2 separate regions of the Zea mays genome follow, and region 1 is linked to region 2. The links are chromatin contacts, called in public Hi-C maps. All regions are on one chromosome and are shown on one strand. Each heading gives the region's core, a stretch centred on a gene start, on an enhancer-like site or on the middle of the called end of the contact. The rest is flanking DNA. Distances are from core to core; before and after follow the strand shown.

Evidence for each region. Hi-C and Micro-C count contacts between places; a contact is called where the count stands out from the background.
Region 1: a Hi-C map of tassel shows a contact between it and region 2, with 2.7 times the contacts expected there. The contact joins the promoter of LOC100381697 here to the promoter of MURE in region 2. A contact is called at or near these places in 2 of 25 Hi-C or Micro-C datasets (ear and tassel).

The regions. Positions count from the first base shown.
Region 1 is chr9:123,518,050-123,522,891 of Zm-B73-REFERENCE-NAM-5.0, reverse strand. LOC100381697 (pentatricopeptide repeat protein PPR566-6) reads right to left here and starts at 2,533. Exons shown (of 1, transcript NM_001174509.3): 1 at 401-2,533. The coding sequence starts at 2,227. The coding sequence ends at 722.
Region 2 is chr9:122,826,259-122,830,714 of Zm-B73-REFERENCE-NAM-5.0, reverse strand. It overlaps MURE (UDP-N-acetylmuramoyl-L-alanyl-D-glutamate--2,6-diaminopimelate ligase MurE homolog, chloroplastic), which reads right to left and starts at 1,902. Exons shown (of 5, transcript NM_001147952.1): 1 at 666-1,902; 2 at 387-503; 3 at 117-292. The coding sequence starts at 1,830.

The DNA.
Region 1 (4,842 bases), core at 1,284-3,783, 690 kb before region 2:
ACATGGCACAAATAAGGGGGTGTTTGGTTTCTATGGACTAATGTTTAGTCCCTTCATTTTATTCTATTTTAGTGTACAAATTGACAAATATAGAAACTTAAATAGAGTTTTAGTTTCTATATTTTGCAATTTTGGAACTAAAGTGGAATAAAATGTAGGGACTAAAAATTAGTCCATAGAAACAAACACCCCCTAAAAGCACTAGTATAGCTATAAATCTCTTCTACGTTCGATGAACCGATGCTCTGGTCGTAGTCATAGCTGAGAATGGCCAAAAAAGAAATTTGTCAGGACTCCAAGGCTTCTGTGAATTCAAGGATGAACATAGATTCAGCACAGCAGACTGGGCAGTCTTGATTCTTGAAGCTAAAGCTTCAGAAGCCCAGTGCTTTCATCGATTAAGAGCTTAAAATTAAAATGGTCAGTTCATGGTATGCTCAGAAGAAAGGATACAAAGGAACTTGCAAGCATGCGTTAGCAGTTTCAGGATTTTGGCTTAAAGGTGGAGCCGATTTCAGCCAGCAATTCATCGTTGTCATGAAATCATGGATTACTGACAAATACAAAGGGAAACTGGGCAACAACGTACTAATCTTCTGCCAAGATTACTCTTTGTATTACTCTACAATAAATGCTAGAGATAATTTTCCTCTGTGGTGTTCCTGTCCTGTCCGGATTCTACCCGTGCATAACACATGTCAACAACACTCACCAGAGTCAACTAAGGATGTCTGCCTCCAGTTTCAGACAACCGCGAAAGCAGCCTCCTATCCAGCTTCACACCGGCTGACTCGGCATCTCTGATCAGCTGTCGGCACTTGGCCAGCCTCCCATCTGCCAAATAGCCCTCGATCAGACTGTCGTACATGTCGCCAGTTGGAATAAAACCAGCCTCCTTCATCCTTGACAGATAGCGGAGAGCCCTCCCCGGATCGTGCAATGCCACGCATAGCTTGACGATAACTCGGTAGGCCGGCAGATCAAGCAGGCAGCCTGCCTGCTCCATTTCCCACACCAGGGACAGTGCCTCTCGGTGCCTCCCGTCACGGCACCGGCTGTGGATCACCGTCGTGTACATCACCACGGTGGGGCTCCCAATGGCCCCCCTGAACCAGCTGAAAAGGCTCTCCACGGCTGCGTACCGTCGGAGCCTTATGCAGACCTTCATGACAGCCGTGCAGTCCTGTGGACGCAACTCCAACTCCGGCCTCTCGCCAAGCTCATCAACCAGTGCCGACGCAAGCCCGTAGCCTTCAGGTGTCCGGGTGGCTTCCAACATCAACTTCACGTAGATGCTGGGGTGCAGCGTCCTGTTATTGATCCTTGCAAGTTCCAGGAGCTTGCGCACGCGGTCTACTTTCCCCGCCCTGATGAACCCGCTCGCCATGGCCTCGAGAACGGCACGGCTGGCCGTGGGCACACATTGCTCCAGCGCAGACTCCACTCTGAGCCGTTCAAAGCGTGCCAAAACCTCGATGGCCGAAGCAAGAACACGATCGTCAGGGAACAACGGCACAGCTTTCTGCCTCTGGGCCCAGCACAGTGTCTGGAGCGCGCGCTCGGGGAGCCCCATGTGCCCGAGCTCACGAATGGTAAGTGACAGGGAGCCTTTCCGGAGGAACCTCGCCCAACGGTCGAGCACCGTGGAGACGTCGTGCTCGGGAGGAAGCGCTGCGATCTCCCGGGCAATCCCGAGAAGGAACTCCGGTTTCTTGCGCACCTGGTCGCTGAAGCAAGCACGAGAAGAGAGCCCCGCTCTTGCAGCGAGGCGGACGTGCTGCTTCGGCGCAGGAGCCACGGGCAGCCTCGTCTTGTGCGGCAGTGGCAATGGAAGCGCCCTCTGCCTCGCGGGGTTTCGCGGCTTCAGGGGCTTCTGGCGCATCGGCCGGTCGAAGAGCGCCGAAATAGCATCGATCTCTTCTTTGCTCCAAATTAAATCCTCTGTTTCATCGTCCTCTTCAGCACCATTCTCGGCACATATCTCGTCACTGAATTCTGACTCCATCTCCTTGGCGAGACCTCTATCGCTATCAGATAACTCTGATGAGCAAGAAATCCGGGACGCCGAGGGGAAATAACCATGACTGCAGAACCCCCGGGATCTGAGATTCACCAGTGTGGGGCGAATGGCAGGCGCAGCCGGGAGCAGCCAGCTCCCCAGCGCAGTGGCGGCCTTCATCTCGGGCATCGGCAGTGGGAAATCCAAAACCGGGCATCGGGGGTGCATCTGCAGGCCTAATTAATTGAAACTACAAATCTTACTTGATCCGCCCTGAGTCGCTGGGGCCTAGCCACCGGTCGCCTTCGCCAAGCCGCGGGGCCGCAACCGCCGGACGCTTGGGCCTGGCCGCCTGGGGGTTGGAGTTTCGATGGCTGACTGGGGCTTGGGGGCAGGATTGGGAAGGGGCGGAGGGCACCGCGGCCGGCGGCCGAAACTTGAGCGCCGAAGACGACTGGGGCTACCTCGATTCCTTATGTAGACTGTAGACGGCGGAGCGGATGTCGAATTTGCCGATAGCCGGCCGAGAGGGGCTGGTCGAGGCTTCTCGGTTGGGCTTCTAAAATACATTTTTGGTCTTTAAATTTTTCGTGGTGTGTTATCTTCGTCCATAAACTTTTAAAATATATTTTTTAAAAACTTAATTGTTGTTCTGAGTCTTACTTATATCCAAACGCACTGTAGTTTTACCATGTAGGCTAGAACCGTATATAGACCTAGGAGTGGAAACGAGCCGAGCCGAGCTTGGCTCGGCTCGGCTCGCTCTAGGCTCGCGAGCCGGCTCGCCGAGCCAACGAGCCCAACTATAAATTTAAATCTGTTCTCTAAATTATAATATAAAATCTTAAAAATATTTTAAATAATATATTTTAAATTAGTAAAATAGATATATCACTAATATAATATAGAAAATAGATTATTTTTGTATAGTAATCTCAAATAACATAAATTATTGTCTACTTTGTACTAATATTATATGCTAATTAAGATTTTATGTAACAAATTATTGTTGGATCGAGCCACGAGCCAGCTCGCGAGCTGCACCGAGCCGAGCCGAGCTGGCTCGCTCTTTTCACGAGCCACAAAAACAGGCTCGGCTCGGGCTCGTTCTGAGCGTCGAGCCGGTCCGAGCCGAGCCGAGCTGCTGCGAGCCCGAGCCAGCTCATCGAGCTCGAGCTTTTTTTCCAGCCCTATATAGACCTCACAAGTGAGTCTATGTATATATTTTCTTTCTTGGTCACTGAGTTAGTCTGTCTCCTCTTCCACCGATGATACGACTTATTCTCCTCTTCGCGTGTGGTCTCTCTCCGCGCTGATCATGTATGACCAGGCAATACATATGGATAGAGGGGCCAACAGGGGTCGTGACCCCGCCAACCAAACTGAAATTTTTGCATGGATTAATTAGCCTAATTAAGCTTAATTGACCAAAGTTCAAACGAAATACCACACACATTATGCAACAGAATGGAAATCCTGTCGTGCGATGCCGTTCTTCGAGTAGGGCCAATCATGATATGCTGCTGCACACTCGCATCGTCATCCTTCTGTGCCCGCATGTCGCCTCATCGATAGGCAGACCACCAAACAAGAATAGGATGAGCAAAACATGTTTTAGTGAACTAGTTGTCTGCATTCAATTTCTGTTTCAGTGAACTAGCTACAAAAATGTGAAACAACCTACATGCGTTCAGAGTAGAAGCATGCGTGAGTTTCATCGGTTTCTCCTCCATCAACAACTTGGTCATCGTCAGCGTTCATAGCAGAAGCTAGCGTCGAGGGCGGTGGCACCCCCAACGTCGAAGTTGGCACCACGATCGAAGCTCCTCACCCCGTGGCGCGCCTGCAGGAAAAGCGGGATGAGGCGTCCATCGCAGTTATGTCCGGTTGGGCGCCCGAAGAAGGTGGATCCATAGGGCGAGCGCATCACGGGGCTGGTGACAGCATGACAATCGAACACGACGGGGCCATTGCCCTTGTCGATGTACGAGTCGCCCAGACTAAAGATGGAGTCGTAGAGGTAGCGCCGCCACGTCGAAGGGTGTGCTTCGCTCATAACGGTTCTGTTTTGGTACGTTTGAACGTAACTGAGACCCAAACAGTGATTGAGCCTTTAAGAGGCACACTTTAAAAGTTTATAGACCGGAAAGACACACCCGACAAGTTTAAAGACCGAAAATGTATTTTACTCAGCTGTTAATTGTCTTATGTTATGCATTGAAGCATTTCTAGCATTAATGTCCAGAAGCAAACTCACTAGTCATACTATTTATGGCATGTTTACGAGCAAAGTTTTTTCTTAGCTCCAATGCAATACCACGATATTTGACAATACTTTGGTATTTTATATAGAATGGTGTTTGGCAAAGGTTTCAACTCTATCAAAAATCATGGTTGTTGAGCACCAAATTTGGCACCTAGACAGTTAGAAAGTCCAACCTTATGGCCCGAACGATCCACAGGAGTAGCCCAGATGGTCAACGATTATATTAGTTCAAGCTAGAGTCCTTATCTCATGCGTGCTTATCCTAACAAACTCACGAGAAGTTGTTGGATATCACTTATGAACGGGTCCAAACCTCCCCATATATATATGAAGGGGAACGCCTGATTGAGAACACACATAATCCAATCAAACCAATCTATCTACAATATCATGCCTTAGGAGTAGACGTAGCATAGCTTTAGTTGTAGTTTCCTAATCTCAATCTTCACCTCTCTTCGACTCTAAATCGTCTAGACACGTTTTGGGTGACTTGTCGATCCTAAAGCAGCACAATCTCTCCTCCTCGACGGATTCCCTCATGAGAGACGAGATCAAGGTTCCATGCGAAGCCAATATG
Region 2 (4,456 bases), core at 653-3,152:
TCAATGTACGGAAACAGCAATCTATGAGTTCCAAAAATTTCTTTACAACTCAGTTATATGGTCACAAGCTCAGAACTACAGAAAAGGCTTCCTGATAACATAGACAAGAAACTTACGACCACATCGCCTTGTTCACCCATTGCAACAGCAGCTCGAACTGCAACTCTTCTAATATCATGTAGGAATAGTCTATGCCCATTTGGAAGGGGTGGGTAATAATCATTAGCACCATATTTCAAGTATTCTTCCATAGTCCAGCCTACACCTGCCAACATATCATCTAGGATATCTACTGCAGAATAGAACAACAAATTTGTGTAAAAACCAGGGTGATAATGCACTAATCCAGATCTGTTCTACATATTAGATATTATTAAGAATCATACATGGATCTTCATTTGCTGGATTGTCTGATGTCAACATGACAACATCACTTTTATCAGCTGCGATCTTTGTCATCACGGGCCTCTTCCCTCTTTCTTTCTCTCCGCAACATCCAACAACTAAATTAAACAGCATAGCAGGAGGTTCAGTTCCCATGTTATAACCAGAATAAAGAAAATATAGCAGCAACTACAAATAATCAACATTTCACACAGCTCTGCGTAGGCAGTATCAGTATGTGTTGTTAACAAAAGCTACAGCTACAAGTAAAATTATCTTACCAGTGACAATCCGGCGTGGTCCCAGCTCCCTTACACCATCCAGAAGCCTTGACAGAGCTTCTGGTGTCCTTGCATGATCAACGATTACCCCAAAGGCTTGCTCCTCATCGATTAGCTCACACCGACCTGGGATCGCATCCACCTCTTCTATGCCCCTGACTATGTCCTCCAGTGGTGCACCCACTGCAATGCCAACTGCCACAGTTGCAAGGATGCTGTAGATGTTATCTCTTCCAAGCAGCCCAGAGGAGATCTCGAGGATCCCATGTGGTGTCTGTACCAGAACCTCCGTCTCAAACAGGGAAAGCTGGTATTTAAGCGTGTGCACATCAGCCTTCTTGTTCTCAAATGAATATGTTACCACAGGGACATCATGCCCTCCTTGTGCGGCGAAAAATGGGGCACTTGGATCATCGATGTTCACCACCTTACGATGGCGCTCAGGGTCCACCATTCTGGAGAAAAGAGAGGCCATTCTGCTCATATACTCCTCGTAGGTCATGCCATTCTCTTCATCAGTGTGCCTAACATTAGTCAAAACAGCAATATCATAATCTATCTCACTGTCCACACCAGATGGAGGCATCCCATCAGTGCCTTTCTCCAACACCACTGCCTCAGTGCCATTGTGTAACATTGTTGCCATCAGCTTCTGCGCAGCAATGGGGTCACTAGATGCATCAGGGCGTGCATCGAGCTTGTTGCTGCTGAAGGCATAGGTCCCAAGAACACCCACCAAGCCAGTCCTCACCCCCATAGCCTCGTACATTGCTTTCACGAGGTGAGTTGTGGTAGTTACGCCATCTGTGCCAGTGACACCTATGATAGCCATGTTCATCGACGGCCGGCTGTACAAGCAGGCAGGGAGTACCCGGAGCGCAGTCAAAATGTCGTCTACAATGACCAGCGCGCGACAGGCCAGGGTGCCCTCAATGTTGAGGTCCTGATCAGCTACGACGGCAACGGCCCCACGCTTGTCGGCTTCGGTGAGCCCCGCGAGCCCGTCCTCTCCCACGCACACAAACAGGTCGCCGGCCGCCACCAGGCTGGCGTCGCGCTGCACTCCTGCGAGGGCGACATCCTGGTCGCCCGTCACGGCCACCGGGACGAGCTTGCTCTCGTCAAGGAGCTCAGCCAGCGTCATGCGGAAAGCCGGTTGTCGCATCCTGGCACCCTCGAGGCCGAGCTCCTCGGCCACGTCAAAGCCTTCCCCGTCCTCATCGAGCGGCAATCCATCGTCCTCGTCCTCGCCCCCCTCCACCTCCTCATCCTCCTCGTCGGCCACGGATACAACACTGAGTCCCTGAAGCTTCCGAATCTCATCGAGATCGATCACCTCCTCAGGGGAGAGCTCGTCGGTGAGGTCCTCGTCCTCCGGCTGCGATTGCGACGGCGGCGGCGAAGCAGGGGATGGCTTGATGAGCCCGCGCCGCGTGAACTCCTCCCGCTTCTCAGCGATAGCGCGGTCAATTTCGTCGAAGAACTCGTCGTCTGGGTCGTAGCTGCCTCCGCCGCCGCCTCCTGCAGTGGAGGGGGACGAGAAGAGCGGGTTGTCAGGGGTGATCTCCGGCTGGCGGATCCGGGCGCGCTCCACGCTTCGCGCAAGCTGGTCATAGCGGGTTAGGCCATGAGAAGAGTCCTCCGCGGCCTCAGGGGGTTCGTCGTCGGCGGTGGGCGGGCGGAACCGTCGTGCGGCCGCGGCGGCGAGGCGTAGGGGGAGCCGGCGCGGGGTCGGAGGGGCTAGGATTCTGGAAGGAGGAGGGCGGGAGGCGGAGGGGAATGAGAAGGGGAAGGGGAGGCGGAAGGCGAGGGGCGCCGTGGCCATGGGAGGCGCGCGGTGACCTTGGTTGGAAAGGAAGGGGGAGGTTTTGGTCCCTTCGAAATTCGGATTGGGAATAACTGAAGAAGGGGATGAGGGGTGTGTGTGGTGGGACCGTGGGGGACTGGGTTAGTGGGCTGGTTTTGAATTTATGGATCGAGCGGTCTCACGAAAATACGTGGGCCGAGGCGCTGAATAGTGAATAGTATGGGAAGGGGAAAGTATAGTTTTTTAGATTTTTCATATTAACCAAGCTCGGCACTTCGGTCCATATTTGTTTGATAGACATCATACTACTTCGGGCAATTTCATCTTAATCTTTTTTGTGATTTTTTTTGCGTTTATGAAAGTTTGATTTATTTAGAGATATTAGTTGGATTTATGGTTTATTTTCTTAATTTTAGAACCAAATGCACTAGTGCATATGTAGGAGAGTTAACAATACCAAGTCGGGTTTGTAAAACTTGTTCATTCTTTTCTCAACTGCTTAATGATGCATGAGGAGCATAAATTCAAAAAAAATAGCTTACTCTTGTATGAAACGCTAATTTAGAATTTTAATCGTATTTATATCTTTGAAAGATTGTCATCAATTACTAAAAATAAGAGGTTGAAATGTGTAGTTTGATTCTGATAATTGAGTGCTAACCATGTATACACTAATGTTTTCGTTAAAATGGATAGCTAGGATTCAGTTGACGGTGATGGGCAAGGCATAGAAAGTGACGAAGATGGAGATCAACTTCACATACATGCAAGTATTCATCATATAAATAGTAATATTCATCCATATTATCTTAGTCCTCATGGGGTGTATGTTTTTTCCTGCGTCATGGGTGGTTGAGAGACAGAATAGCTTGACTTGAGCACTAGTTTTCTCATTCCGCACAAGTTTCATGCCAGAGGTTTTGGGAAATTTTTCAAAAGAAAACATAAGTTCCTTATATGGTCCCCTTGAGTTGCTCATGAGCGATATGTTTACTCACAGAAACGATATATGTTTAATCACTGAGCCTATCTCCAATAGATTCTCTATTACATCCCTATATCAAACTTATCTCTGTAAACAGTGTCAAACAGTGTCATCTACAGTTCCACATCCCTTATTTTACACAACTTACAGGAGACAGTGGCATATTTTCATGTTGCCTTCTGATCCTTGTTGGTACCAGCTGACACGTGGTCAGATCAGGTGGCCCAGTCACTCGAGAATAGGAGAGTTAATTTATATGCATAACAAAACAATAGATAGGTAATTGTAGCATCTCGTTATGTGTGTCTCATCCGTGTACAATGCGGAGGTATTTATAAGTAAACGGGCGTGTAGGTGGGTCCCTAAGTATCGTTATACTCTCGGTTATCTGCTACATTCTCGGATGGTGACGAGACGGAGCCTAGGCCTCACGGTAATCTGGCACAACCTTCGCTTGCATGTTGCACCCTTGACCCCGCGAAGTCGAGCCCCACTGACTCTGCGGAGACTTGGTATTTGCTGTCTAGGAAGAGTTTGAGCCTTCGAGACGCGTACATAGGCCTGCAGCGAACCCCTGGCTATCGTGGCCCTTCTCTTTATCCCCTCCGAAGGCCACGGTCGAAGGCCTCGACGCTGGTACAAGTCAAAGTACCCTTCGCAAACTATACCTTCATCAAAGCCTATTTGATCGTAACCGGATTAGACTGATCGAAGGAGCGCTCGACCTTCGCTCCAACAGTCCTACTTCTAATTAATGGCATATGAGAGTTTTGGATAGGTTTAAAAAAACATAGCATACTTACCTTACATATATTGTAAAGCCAAAACTTGGATCCAAGGAGAGAAGCGTCGCACTCTTAGATCAAGATGTGCATGTGTGGAACATGTGTAGGACACCAAAATTATATTTTTGGATTTAGAAAAGATTCTCCAAAAGATTAATAATTAAAATGTCTTTAATAAGTATTTCCTTCCCTTTGAAATAAATTCTTCTTCCTA